3 separate regions of the Sus scrofa genome follow, and all the other regions are linked to region 3. The links are chromatin contacts, called in public Hi-C maps. All regions are on one chromosome and are shown on one strand. Each heading gives the region's core, a stretch centred on a gene start, on an enhancer-like site or on the middle of the called end of the contact. The rest is flanking DNA. Distances are from core to core; before and after follow the strand shown.

What was found. Hi-C and Micro-C count contacts between places; a contact is called where the count stands out from the background.
Region 1: a contact with region 3 is called in a Hi-C map of liver, with 3 times the contacts expected there. The contact joins the enhancer-like site here to the promoter of IQGAP2 in region 3. A contact is called at or near these places in 2 of 5 promoter capture datasets (fetal liver and liver), 2 of 47 Hi-C or Micro-C datasets (liver and skeletal muscle) and 1 of 2 datasets of contacts at active chromatin or transcription factors (alveolar macrophages).
Region 2: a contact with region 3 is called in a Hi-C map of liver, with 1.9 times the contacts expected there. The contact joins the enhancer-like site here to the promoter of IQGAP2 in region 3. A contact is called at or near these places in 2 of 5 promoter capture datasets (fetal liver and liver), 6 of 47 Hi-C or Micro-C datasets (embryonic fibroblasts, fetal liver and liver) and 1 of 2 datasets of contacts at active chromatin or transcription factors (alveolar macrophages).

The regions. Positions count from the first base shown.
Region 1 is chr2:85,458,862-85,463,128 of Sscrofa11.1, reverse strand. IQGAP2 (ras GTPase-activating-like protein IQGAP2) reads right to left here. Exons shown (of 37, transcript XM_021084462.1): 3 at 236-392. Among named protein-coding and RNA genes, the nearest start is that of F2RL2, 81 kb to the left of the region's middle. Within about 2 kb of position 1,273, at least 10 of the 83 cell types and tissues checked have an H3K27ac peak or open chromatin away from gene starts, as enhancers often do. A contact at or near this core is called in liver, where this site is marked.
Region 2 is chr2:85,434,825-85,439,307 of Sscrofa11.1, reverse strand. All of the region lies in intron 2 of IQGAP2 (ras GTPase-activating-like protein IQGAP2), which reads right to left. Among named protein-coding and RNA genes, the nearest start is that of F2RL2, 100 kb to the left of the region's middle. Within about 2 kb of position 2,412, at least 15 of the 83 cell types and tissues checked have an H3K27ac peak or open chromatin away from gene starts, as enhancers often do. A contact at or near this core is called in fetal liver and liver, where this site is marked.
Region 3 is chr2:85,291,640-85,295,908 of Sscrofa11.1, reverse strand. It overlaps IQGAP2 (ras GTPase-activating-like protein IQGAP2), which reads right to left and starts at 1,486. Exons shown (of 37, transcript XM_021084462.1): 1 at 1,138-1,486. The coding sequence starts at 1,183.

The DNA.
Region 1 (4,267 bases), core at 24-2,523, 170 kb before region 3:
GGTGGGGGTGGGGAAGCCCCACAAATCCGAGATCTCTCAGCCTCAGCGCAGAAACAGAAAAATGCTTTGCTTTAAAAACTGCTGCTGCCTCAGGAGTGATTAGTAACAGGCTTCAAAGCCCAAGGACACCTCCCCCCTTTACTCCCTACAAAATCCTTATAGAAACACTAAAAGGAAAGGAAAGACCGAACTTTTGCTTTGAGCTGGAGGCCAAAACCCATTAGATCTCTGTTACCTTATAACGTGTTTGCTCCACATCATAGATCTTTTTCTCCGATACCATTTTGGGGGCAAAGAACTTGGCTAACTTTGCAAGGTAAACGCCGTTCCGAAGCCCTTCTTCCAGTTCAGTGGTTGGCGGCAATTCTTCAACTAAGCAGACTTCCATCCACCTAAAGGGATGGGAAAAAAAAAAAAAAAAAAACCTTCAAGTGACTCCAGTTGTTAACTTTGTACAAATGAAGAGACACAGAATTTTACGACCTGGGATAGAGATATTAACAAAGGCAGAAGGATGGGAAAGAGCTTTAGGGGTCCCGGATGGGAACAGAGAATTTTCTGGGTAGGACAAAGGATTCTGAATATGAGCTGAACAAGGGGACCTCAAGCCCAGAGGCACTGAACTCACTGTCACCCCGGAGCTGGCCAATTTCACCTTTAACTGGGTCTCTGCCAATTTTCTCTTGTGCCAAAGAGGAAAAAATCCACATCACATTTTGGATGGGTGGAATGAGTCTGGCTGACATTACAGAGCAGAACAGTCCCCAGTTTATGAGCCTTTCGTGGAGGACATTCTTGTAGGGGTTACGCTGTGGGGAGAGTGTCATCCAAGGCACAGAAAATCTGCAACCTGAAATGACTACCAGGAAATGTAAGAAAGCATGGAACGGGGACATCAAAATTCAGAAAGCGGATGCAGTCTTCTTTATTTTTATTTACTTACTTTTATTACTCAATGAATTTATTACATTTGTAGTTGTACAATGATCATCACAATCCAATTTTATAAGATTTCCATCCCACACCCCCAGCGCATCCCTCTGCCCCCCCCCCCCAGAATGCAGTCTTCTTTACATAAGACATATTCCTTCTGCCAGTATCAGGGACTTATTACAACACTCTTACCTTTGGGGGAAGCTATTTACTGCATTCTGAAAAAGTATCTTTTTGGGGGAAAAAAAAAAGGATCAGATTAAGACTTAGGACACTGGGCCAGCATTGGAGAAAACAAAGCACCAAGGTCAATACTGGCTCAAGGACAGGCAGTGGGATGGGAGCCAGGCCAATTCATATTTCACAATGGTCTGCTGAGAATCTGCCCAGGGCGAAGAGGGTGATGCCATTGCTATCCATTCTTGAGGAACTCGTACCTAGTGTAGGACCCAACGGGTAGGGGTGCGAACTCTCACTAACCCACCACCGAATCCTCAACTATCACTGTGAGCTCCACCCCTATCTAGCCCGTCCCCTTAGAGGATCATTAACACACAACAGCGGCTGATCCTATCAACACTGGGCAGTCCGGGAAGCCCTGAAGTATCAATAACTGATCCTGATCCAAGCCCTGGATGCTGTAAAAGGTCTGAAGTGCTTGTGGCTCTGGACAACATCTTCCAAAACCTCAAAAAGTCCCTCATCAGCACGGAGTATTTACTGATCACTTATGCAGGCAATGTGACCGAGTATACGAGAAAAACATAAACAGAAGCTCTTCCTTCAAAGAGCATTAAATGTGGAGTTCTCGTCGTGGTGCAGCAGAAACGAATCCGACTAGGAACCGTGAGGTTGAGGGATTGATCCCTGGCTTTACTCAGGGGTTTAAGGATCCAGTGTTGCTGTGAGCTGTGGCATAGGCAGGCAGCTACAGCTCCAATTCAACTCCTAGCCTGGGAGCCTCCATATGCTGTGGGTGCAGCCCTAAAGAGACCAAAAAAAAAAAAAAAAAAAAAATTAAATGTAACTGAGAAGGCAACACAGATGCACAGAAAATCCAGAGAGCCGTGTAAGAGAGGCTATTACAGCCAATGCTACGGTTAGGGCGTAAGTAGGAAAAGTTTGGGGAAAAAGGGGGGGGAGGGCACTGGAGTGAAAGGGAAAACAATGAGAAGGCAGTGGAATCTGGATTTGGTTTAAAAAGGGGGAGAAGTATTTGGAAAGCAGGGGAAGCACTAGGAGCCAGGGAGCAGGACAGACTAAACGACATCAAGGAAATGGAGCTGACACATGGGGCAAACCCAGAGGAGACTTTGGCCTTTGGGGTTCATGAGGAGAAAGGAGTAAGGCTGAGCAAAGACATGGACTCAGGCTCTGGAGGACCTGGTGCAAGAGGAGAAGTGATGCTATTTGTTGCCCTGGGAAGCCGGGAGCTCTTGGCAGCTTCACCACAGAGAAGTGACATGTGTGTTCACAGTGGTAATTAGGGAAAATTAATCTTGTGTGATGGATGCTCCCAAGACAAAGCGCTCCGCCAGCCTCTCCTATTGTGAGGAGCTAAGGGACAGACAGGATTAGACAAGAAGAAATGGGAAGAGAGGAAAGCAGGAGACATTTCAAGGAAACCAAACAAGACTTGGTGACAGCTTAGAAGGTGGGGGCAGAGGGGTCAAAGGAAAGGATATTCTCAGCCAGGAGGAGGGGCCGCGTGTGGAGGGAGCTCTCCCCACCAGGACTCAGCTTCCCACCTACTGTGTGACCCCAGGCACGTCCCCTAAGCCCTCTGTGCCTCCGTTTTCTTCTCTGTGAAAGGAGTAGGGGGTGAGCAGGATGGGTGATAAGGTCCCTCCCAGCTTGAACAACCTAGGGGGGCTGGGGGCGGGGGGCGCTGGAGAAACTGGGAGAACAAGGAACTGGTCAAATGAGATAATAAACTTGGCTTTCACATAACAAACACGAGATGAACAAGGGATATGTGGTTTACATGAGGCTTGCTTCAAATGAATACTAGAGGCTGGATACATTTTTACCAATTTAGGAAAGCAATAACAATGAAAATCAACAATAAAAATCTGGCAAAGTTAAAGCCACTGCACTGGACCAAGTTTCTAATCTAAATAAACTACAAATTACAGCATTATGCTAATTCACATTAAAACGCAATTGTTTTCAAGTAATGACCTTAATTACCTAGTCTGTCTTGCTCTCTGGCTCCTAGTGCTCCCTCTGCTTTTTACACAATAATACATAACTGCTTTATAATAACCCTATAATTGGAGGCAGATTTGTGAAGGGTGGGGAGAGGGAAATTGACCATTGGTAGTAGGAGCCCGGGGAGTTAAACTGACATTTGAGACCAAGGGAAGGGAAGCTAAAATAAAAACAGCTCTTTAGGGTATTTTAAATTTGGACTTATTTTTAAAAATATTATCACATTTATTGTTGTCTGCAATAGAGTATCTGTGCAGTTGGCTGAAAATACTGATTATTTCAAAAACGTAGGTTAATTACAGCCTACTTAAAACGTAGCCATTGCGCATACTTATGGCATCATGAAGTGCTCCAAGGCCAAGGCTATCTCTTCTTTCTTTTTATAATTCCTTTGTTCTAGAAATGTATTTAGAGATAATGAGTACCCAACAGATTGTTATTACATGAAAGATTCTGACTGCTTAAGAAAAAAGTTTTCCAAGCATCACAATTACATCATAAAATATTTTAGGACATTGCCAAAGACTTTTAAATGTAACATTTTTGCAACATTAGGCATCAATGTTTCACTATCTCAAAAGTCAAAAGAAGATGCTATTATCATCAATGATAACTAGGGTTTATTAGGCACTATTTTATGCTAGAACCTGCACTTAATACTTTATGGGGGAGTTCCCGTCGTGGCGCAGCAGAATCGAATCTGACTAGGAACCATGAGGTTGCAGGTTGGATCCCTGGCCTCGTTGCTCAGTGGGCTAAGGATCTGGTGCTGCTGTGAGCTGTGGTGTAGGTTGCAGATATGGCTCGGATCCCGCGTTGCTGTGGCTGTGGTGTAGGCTGGTGACTATAGCTCCGATTTGACTCTTAGCCTGTGAACCTCCATATGCTGTGGGTGCGTCTCTAAAAAAAGAGACTAAAAAATAAATAAATACTTATGGGGATTATCATTTAACCCTCAAGCTCACCCAGTAAGGAAAGATACTATTGGAATCACCATTTGCAGATGTTAGCCAAGGCCACACAATGGAATGGAAAGACATCAAACAGCTTCTCTGGGAATCCTCCTACACCTTTGGGGGAATGTTAACTGGGTGTAGCCACTATAGCCGACAGAGTGGAGGTT
Region 2 (4,483 bases), core at 1,163-3,662, 140 kb before region 3:
ACCTCGGGCATTAGGATTTCAACATGTACATTTTGGGAGGACACAAATTTTCACATGGCAGCCATGTCCAAGGCGACCCCTACAGCAGCTTCCTTGAGTGAGATAATTTAAAGCCTCCAACTCAAATCCTCCACAAGCACCACCAAGTATTCACCTGGTCCTGAAGGAGAGGATGCATGGGAAGAAGGGCCCAGACAGTGGATGACAACTATTTACAGAGAGAGAACATTACTAACATAAACATAGAGATGAGTGGACTTTCCCCCTTATTCTTAGAATTAGAGCCAAAGCCACAGCTGAGGACAATGGGATCAAGTACCTCCTTAGAAAGCCATGCACGTGTATGTACAGACCCTGCCCCCTACTGCTTACCAAGAGGTCACTGGACGGGTCCTACTAGCTGACCACAGTCCTGCCCTCCACCCAGCCCCCAAGGAAAAGATACCTGATGGCAAAGGCAAGTTTCTATCTGCTTCTTCAACAAGTTAGGAGGATGGAAGGGGTTCGAAGAGAATCTCTAACAGAGATGGAGATACCTGCAAGAAGGGGAAGCAGGCACCCTGTCCCTTGTCTGGCTGCTGGCTGGGCTGAAGAACCCACAGGCTCACCCTGGGCTGGCACCACAGCAGAATGGAGCATGCTGGGGAGGTGAGAGAGCTTGGCATCCGTCACCTGACTGCGGGGACACCCATAAACACAGAGACTGGCACCCATTACTGTGCTAGAGATTTGAAAGATGGGAAACCCACTGGAGGAGCCCCATGCAAGCAGAGCATAAAGGGGTCCAGGTGCAGAACGCTGGGAAAGAAGATGAGAGTACATCTACTCCACGAGACCTGTGGACAGAGTGGCGGGGACTCTCATAGTTTAAATAGTCCCTTCAGAAGAAGGGTTAAGGTTAGCGGGCGGTTGGGGGGAGCCTCAGGGCTGTCACGCAGCCTCTGGCCCAGGCAGTAGGACACTTGACTCCAAGGAAGAGTTGGGAGTGTGAAGGGGGCATGGGCATCTAGCAGTGACCAGGGGAGAGCCTGTGCCCCTCTGAACAGCCCTGTGCAGAGGAGGCTGGGGGTGAACTAAGCACAGACCCAGCTGAGCCACGCATGCTGTCCACACAGATTCCCCGCAACAGAATGAGCCAGATGGGCACACCTCCTCGACATGGGATCCAACTCCTGCGTCCCTGCTCCCAATTTCCTGCCACCAAGGGAGGAGCTAGAGCTCAGAAGAGAGCAGGGAGCTTGAGTTGGAGAGGAGATTAGGAGGTTTAGAAAGATTAAGGGGGTTACCGAATAAACCCAACATAAGCTCTGGATGCAGACACTGGAAAGGGGGCTTTGACAGAGAAGAGGTGTAAGCAGTGGCCGGAGAAAATTAAAGTCATTTCATGCTCTTAACCCCATCAAATCGAGGGAGGCTCCTCAAGAAGCCAATCATACTAATAGCAGGGTTTAATACACACAAATGATAAGCACCCCCTAAATATACTGTGCGCAGCTGTAACACAGCAGGATTGCACTCTAGCTAGAGACAGGCAGAGGTCAGCGGTGGGCTCTTTGCCGGCACCCTCCAAGCAGTGGGGCTTCTGCCAAGCGCCACTGCCCTGGGAAGAGAAGGCCAGGGAACTGCACTCAAACCTTAGCCCTTTCCCTAGGTGCTGGCCCCGGGGGAGTGAATGTGTATGTACCAACCACTATGTGGCAGGCAATACACCAGGTACTTTCCCCAGCAGCTCCGCCAGGCAGAGGTGGAACCCTGGTATTACAAAGGTTACTTAATCTGAGTGTTACATCCATGATCCAAATGATGGGACCAGGACTCCAACTAAGCCTGATGTTAAACAGACTCACGCAGGGAGTTCCCCTCATGGCTCAGTGGCAACAAATCCGACTAGCATCCATGAGGATGCCAGTTCGATCCCTAGCCTTGCCCAGTGGGTTAAGGATCTGGCATTGCCATGAGCTGTGGTGTAGGACACAGATGTGGCTCAGATCTGGCATTGCTTTGTCTGTGGCACAGGCCAGCAGCTGCAGCTCCAATCTGATCCCTAGCCTGGGAACTTCCATGTGCCTCGGGTACGGCCCTAAAAAGACCAAAACAAAAAACAAAAAACAAAAAAACCCCAAAACAGACTCATTCCGGTTCTGCCGCTGCTACACCAAAGGGCAAAGAGGCATGAAAAGAACCAACCACCAAGAGGAGAAAGAACTACAAATGCCCCATGGGCAGCAGTTCATCAGCAGTTTAAAAATACAAGCATCTTAATTTACATTTTCAAATCTATAAAATCTGATGTTGTGACACGATATTATAAATATAAAAATGGAGTCAGTATGTCCCCCCTCTTCCCTATTAAGGCTCACAAAGGAACACCAGTACTGGACAAGGGCAGTCTGACCTTTAGCAGAAAGACAAAAGCACTATTGACAAAAAAAAAAAAAAAACAAAAAAAAAAAAACCTCGTTCTGAACAGAATGCACCAGAACTCAAACTTGCCAAGCTGTCTGCACTTTGGAATTTTGCAGTGTTTAATATCAACTGTCTGGAATTGGCCTTGTGGGTCTCTGAGAGAACGCTTTAATGCCATTGTTAATATCCACCTCTACAGGTAGCATTTTAGATCATCAAAATCCTTGCAAACCACTGCACTATACGCTTCTCAGGAAAGGCCTTTATTAACACGTTTTCAAAGCATTGAGCAGAGGATTTATCAGAACCAAAGTATCTCAGTAGCCAATCTGCTTGCTGGTAGAATCACTATGCAAATATCAGGGCTCTGAGTCATTGAAAATCACTGAAAGGGACTTGGTTTAGTCAGCACAAGATCTTTTTCCTAGAAATGTTAAGTTATGCTTTAAAGGTGTTCTCAGACTTTGCCCTCACGGTATCTCAAGGACAGAGCTCACCAAGTAAACTTACTTCAAACAGAAATGTTAGCACCCGACATCAGAATATCTCAAATCATCAAATTCCAAGCCACCATTCTTCCATTTGCGGTATTAGCAGGTTAAAAAAAAATTAGCAGGTGTATCTGAGTGTATGTATGAGTTATGCTTTCATTTTTCACAGTTGAAGAACTTAAAAAATTTGATAGGTCTAATGAAAACCTTATCTAGTTTTCTAAACCATTTTCTAGAGGTACAGAATAAATGAAGAAGGATCTTAACTTTTAAAATTGATATGAGAAGCTACATCACACCAATTCCTAATAGTAAAATATTTAAAAAAAAAGAAAACCTAATTCAACACCACTTGACAGGAAACTTATTCGCCCAAACTAGTGGTCTCCAAAACTACTGAAGAGAAAGCCAGTTAAATGGGTACCGATTGGTAAAAGTTAGCATTTTTTAGTTAATGTCTTCATCAAACCACAGCCAATAAAAATAAAACAATGCCTCTCCATTTCTACCATCTTTCCTATTTACCTCGTCTCAACATAATACTTATCATCCATCTGTCTTCCAACCCTCTGGTTAATTTATCCATCATCACTAGTAAGGTTAATAAGGGCTTTGAGCTACTCAAGCTGGCCCCTTGGCCTCAACCACAGGAGCCACCAGCCTTTTACTGGAACAGGCTGAGAGGAGCTTCTTGGGGACAGACTCAAGCCTTCTATCTCACAGACCCAGGGCAATCAAAAGGCAAGGGCCCCATGTTTGGTTTAAGGCTCTGCTGTCACCCTCTGCAATTCTTTTTTTTTTTTTTTTTTTTTTTGCCTTCTCCCACGGCATATGGAGGTTCCCAGGCTAGAGGTCTAATTGAAGCTGTAGCCACAGGCCTACGCTAGAGCCACAGCAACTTGGGATCCGAGCTGTGTCTTCAACCTATACCACAGCTCACGGCAATGCCGGGTCCTTAACCCACTTAGCAAGGCCAGGGATCAAACCCGCAACCTCGTGGTTCCTAGTCGGATTCATTAACCACTGCGCCACGATGGGAACTCCCTGCAATTCTTATTTTTTTTGAACAAGCAGTCTGTCTTTTCATTCTGCAGTGGGCCCTGCTAACCAAGGAACTCATCCTGTGCAGATCTGATTTTTTTGCTTGTTTGTTTCCCTTTTTAGGGCTGCACGCGTGGCAATATGGAGGCTCCCAGGCTAGGGGTCCAATGAGAGCTATAGCCACCAGTCTACACCACAGCCACAGCAACACAGGATCTGAGCCTCGTCTGTGACCTACACCACAGCTCACAGCAATATCATATCTTCCCACTGAGCAAGGCCAGGGATTGAACCCACACCCTCATGTTAACCACTGAGCCATGATAGGAACTCTTGTTTTTGTTTTGTTTTTTTAATGGCACAGGGATTTGAACAACGATAACAAAAAAATGTTTTATTTTATACCATACTTGAGGCTTACGGGGCTTTTATTCTACTTTATAAAACAAAAATGCCAATATTTTTATACTTAAAAATCCAGTGAAGGTATTCAAGTGTCCTACACCTGGATCATTGCAAAAACTTCCTCAACTCTTTTTTGGGGT
Region 3 (4,269 bases), core at 237-2,736:
AAAACTAACTTCCCATCTCTGATTGGGTCCATTCCAAGATTGGCGGGGAGAAAGAGGGTGCACAAGCTGACTACTCCCCTTTATTAGGCACGCCGGTGTCCCTCACCACCAGCCAGAACTACAAAACAAAACGCTGCAGTAAGTATCACCACCTTAACCCAAGCTTGTTACCCTTGCCACCAAGGCCAGCCTGGGCAAAAGATTAACCTGTGATCCATCCGTGGCCATGGGTTCACTGACAGGTCCAACCCTGTTGAGAGAGCGCGCCAACTTTCTGTTTGTTTTAAAGGAAATACTTCCTGGCACATGTTTGGTAAAGCTCTGAACTCTGCACATGAAGCCACGTGGTTGGTGCTAACCTGGCTCTATCCACTCACGATCCGCCAAAGCAACCTCTTTCCGAGGGCAGCCCCTGGCTGGGTAACAGACACCACCTCGTTCAAGTCACGCGGGCTGCATCCGGATCCCGAGGAGCCCAGCACCGCGTCCTGTCCCCGCCACAATCCTCCTGCGCGCCACACAGTCTCGGCAGAGCCAGGGGCGGGGTGACGGGGTAGGGTTGGAGAGGGGGTGGGGCGCCAGAGGTGACCCTTTCAGCTGCACCAGGAAAGGGCTCCCACCTGTGGGGCCCAAGAGGTCTTGCGGCCCAGGTGAAGTCAGAGGCAGACGGGTAGGAGGAGACGCCAGCCCTTCCAGGAAAGCCAACCTTACCACTAGCGCGGGCACGTAACTTAGGGAGCCCACCTGTAGCCACTGCAAACAAACTTTCCTCCCCTTCAGAGTCGGAAGAATCGGGTCCCTTACGCCACCCCCTGGCCCGAACCAGCAACCTGCCGGGAGCTCCGCGGGTTCCTCACCTGACACCCCTAAACCCCCAGCCTGGCGTGTACCAGGGAGCAGACCAAGCGCTGCCTCGAGCCACCGTGGGGTGTGCGGATAGAGGATTGAGGTGCCAGCTGGGGATTAGGAATTTGCGGGGAGAGCGGGAGGACGCCGCTCAACAGCCCTTGCAACTCCAGCTCCTAACTTTGCAAGCCACCCAACCGCTGCCCTCCGGTTCCCTCCGCTTCTCCAACTCCGGCCTTGCGGAGGGGGCTCCCCAAGGCCGGCGCAGCCCGACGAGCCCAGCGCACTTACAGCCATAGCGGGGTCTCTGCAGGGACGCCTGCTCCTCGTGGGGCATCCTACGCAGCTCCGGGGGCCCGCCCGGGGCGCGCCCCCCGCGGCTCCCCTCGCTAGCCAGGCTCGCCGCTCCGCGCCCCGCCGGCGCGCTCGTATCCGGCTTCTCGCTGGCCGCCCCGAGTTGGGCGCCCCGCTCTCTCGGTGTTCCCTCGTCAGCGCCCGCTGCGGCCGCCGCGCGCTGACACCCGAGCAAAAGTGAACTCTCCTCCCTCGCTTGCTCCCGGCTGCCGCCGCCGCCGCCTCCCGGACAGGTTTCCTTTCTCCTCCAGCCCGGCCCCGTTATCCACCGCGGTGGGAGCGCGCGCCGCGGCGCAGCGACCTCTACCGCGCGCGGGGCGCAGCGCCGGCCTCCTGGACCCGCCCCTACCCGGCCCGGGGGCTGCGCGGGCCCTGGGCCGGGATCCCCTGCAGCTGGGGCCGCGGGCGCCCCGCCTGATTTTTCACTTGTGGAGAGTTTAGAGGGTGGAAGTGAACCTCCGCGGAGAAGAGCAAGAAAAACCGCAGAAGACCCAGGCAGCCCCAGCCGCCCAGGGTGTTGCTCAGTTACAGGACAAACAGTGCGGTTCCTTTTCCTCCGGGGAGATTAAGCCTTGACCTTTTTTTTTCTTTTTTCGTTTTTTCCTTCACACGTTGCTTCTGACTCCTTGTCCACAAAATACAGGGTTCCCCTTTCATGACAAGAAACTGAGAGTGTGTGCTTGCTGGAGGGACAAGATAAACACTCCCCGAGCAACCACTCAAAACGCAACTGCCTGCCAGTCATCCTCTGCTCACCTTCGGCCTGCTCCCCTCCCCCAAGTACAGAACTATGGCCCAGCCCTGCTAGCTGGGGTCTCACACCACAGAAACCTTTTCTGGTCATGCTTTTAAGGAAATTAAACTGCATGTGGTAATTTTAAAATTTTTGTTTTTTTTTTTTTCGTGCAGTCACCTGGAGCTGTTTTTCTCTTTGTGCCTCAGAGTGATAAGATCTGGAGGAATGTGGGACACTTCTATACCCGTGTCCTCACCCGTTTGTCAAATGTGGAATGTGTGGGTGACCAGATGGCTGGCCAAATAAAATATCTGAGGTGGGGTTATGAGATGAGTTCATTGGAGAGAAGGTGGCATGGGGACACCAACCGGTTCTCAGTCTGCAAAGATGCAGAGCGGCCAGATGTTTTCTGTTTCGCGTGGGAGCTGCAGTTCCCAAACTTGTTGAAACTCAGATTCTGGGGCCCCACCCTCAGAGTTCTCAATTCAGTTGGTCTGGTCTGGGGCCTACGAACCTGCATTTCTAACAAGCTGCCCTGTGATGCTGACATTGCAGATGTTGGAAAATGTCTAACACAAGGCACAAGAGATCTCTGCTGGACTCAGAGGGAATGTCTTCCCATGGGAGAGCAAGGGGATTCTATCCTGCTCCTCTCTCTTTATTTTCTAGAGGCATTAGATTCTCATCTGGTTGGAGGGGTGAGTGGGGTTTTTTCCTCCCTTAAAAAAAGAAGACATCTCTTATAAGAGTAATTCAAAGGTGAATTGGCCACACTCTGAGGCACAGCAGGCTGTCAGTCAGTGTTCACCCAGATATAGGCATATAACAGAAGAATTTCCTGTGATTCCAGACATGCCAAATTGGATAGCTCAAGTTCATCTCAGTGATCCCATATATTGCATCCTGATAATTAAGCCCTTACACCTATAAATTGTCAGTATGAGGGTATGACTTAGGATTCAAATAAGTGGATAGCCTATGCACTTTGAAGTGGGAGGAAAATCACTATAAACCAAATGGTCAAGGAAGATGACAGCGTTTGAATGCATGGTTTAAGGTGGACCTTGAAAAAATGGGTAAGAGAATTAAAAAAAAAAGAAAAAGAAAGAAAAATGGGTAAGAGTTGAATGGAGAATGTCTGCTCTTGGAGGGCAGGCAAGAACAAGGGACAATAGCACGGGGCATGAGGTTGGGTGAGGGTAGGAACTTGGAAGCTGATATCAGATCACGGAGGACAATGACATCAGGCAAAGGGACTGGATGGATATATCATAGAAGCATCTGAGCGCTCTTCAAGCTTTGGGGCATGGGAGCTGCACGATGCAAGGGAGTTTAGGGAAGGGGACTCTTGCAGGTTATAGGATGGAGTGCGGCAGCTAGGAGATGCTGACACGTGGTGGAAGGGCTGTGGCAAAGGTGCAAGAGGGAAGTAAGGAGCGCTTCAGTGAGGTTGATGCCAGTGAGAATGATGAAGGGGAAGTTTTAATACAGACAAGTTGGTGCCATCAACACTTGTATAGATGTCGCCAAGTGTAGTCAGTAAAGTACATATCTGTTAATGGGACAAAGTGAAGGTTAAAGCATAAAGTGGTGGTCTCAGCTGGTCAGCTCTTCTCTGAAGGCTCTGAAGAGGTTTCAACACTCTAGCTTGGCTAAAGTTTCTATAGAGAACTTAATGCTAAGAAGAAATGATAAAAGCAAATTCTCCTTTTTTTTTTTTTTTTTTGGCAAGTGTTGAAATTAACCTTTGGGAGTTCAGTCTGCATTCCCTGGGAAAAATTATCTCACACATCAGTGCTCTGCAGAATCTCAGAAAAGAAATTTGTCTGCAGAATTCTGGGCTATTTTCTCTTAGGGTTTGACATTGGAGAGAGATTCAAATAAATACAAGGCCACGTGCCAGCTTACTTTGCCATCTGACCACACTTGCAAGAATATTAAATCAAAAACTCAGGCCACCTAGTGAAAAAAAAAGTTGTTTTTTTTTAACTAAATAAAGCAAAGTTTTTTCTTTAACTTAAAACTAAAGACATTGGAAGACTACTGAGACTTGGTAAAAAACTATTTTTAAAGCAATATTATTTTTAAATGATTATTTGCTGAGGCCCATCTCTCTCTCTCTCTCTCCTTCTGGTTCGTTGAAATGAGGTGTTTGAAAAAAAAATGCAGCTTTGTTTTTATAACAGTAAGAGATTATTTATATCCAGAGCATCAAAAAGGATTCTCAGGAGTTCCCGTGGTGACACAGTGGTTAATTAATCCGACTAGGAACCATGAGGTTGCGGGTTCGATCCCTGGCCTTGCTCAGTGGGTTAAGGATCCATCGTTGCAGT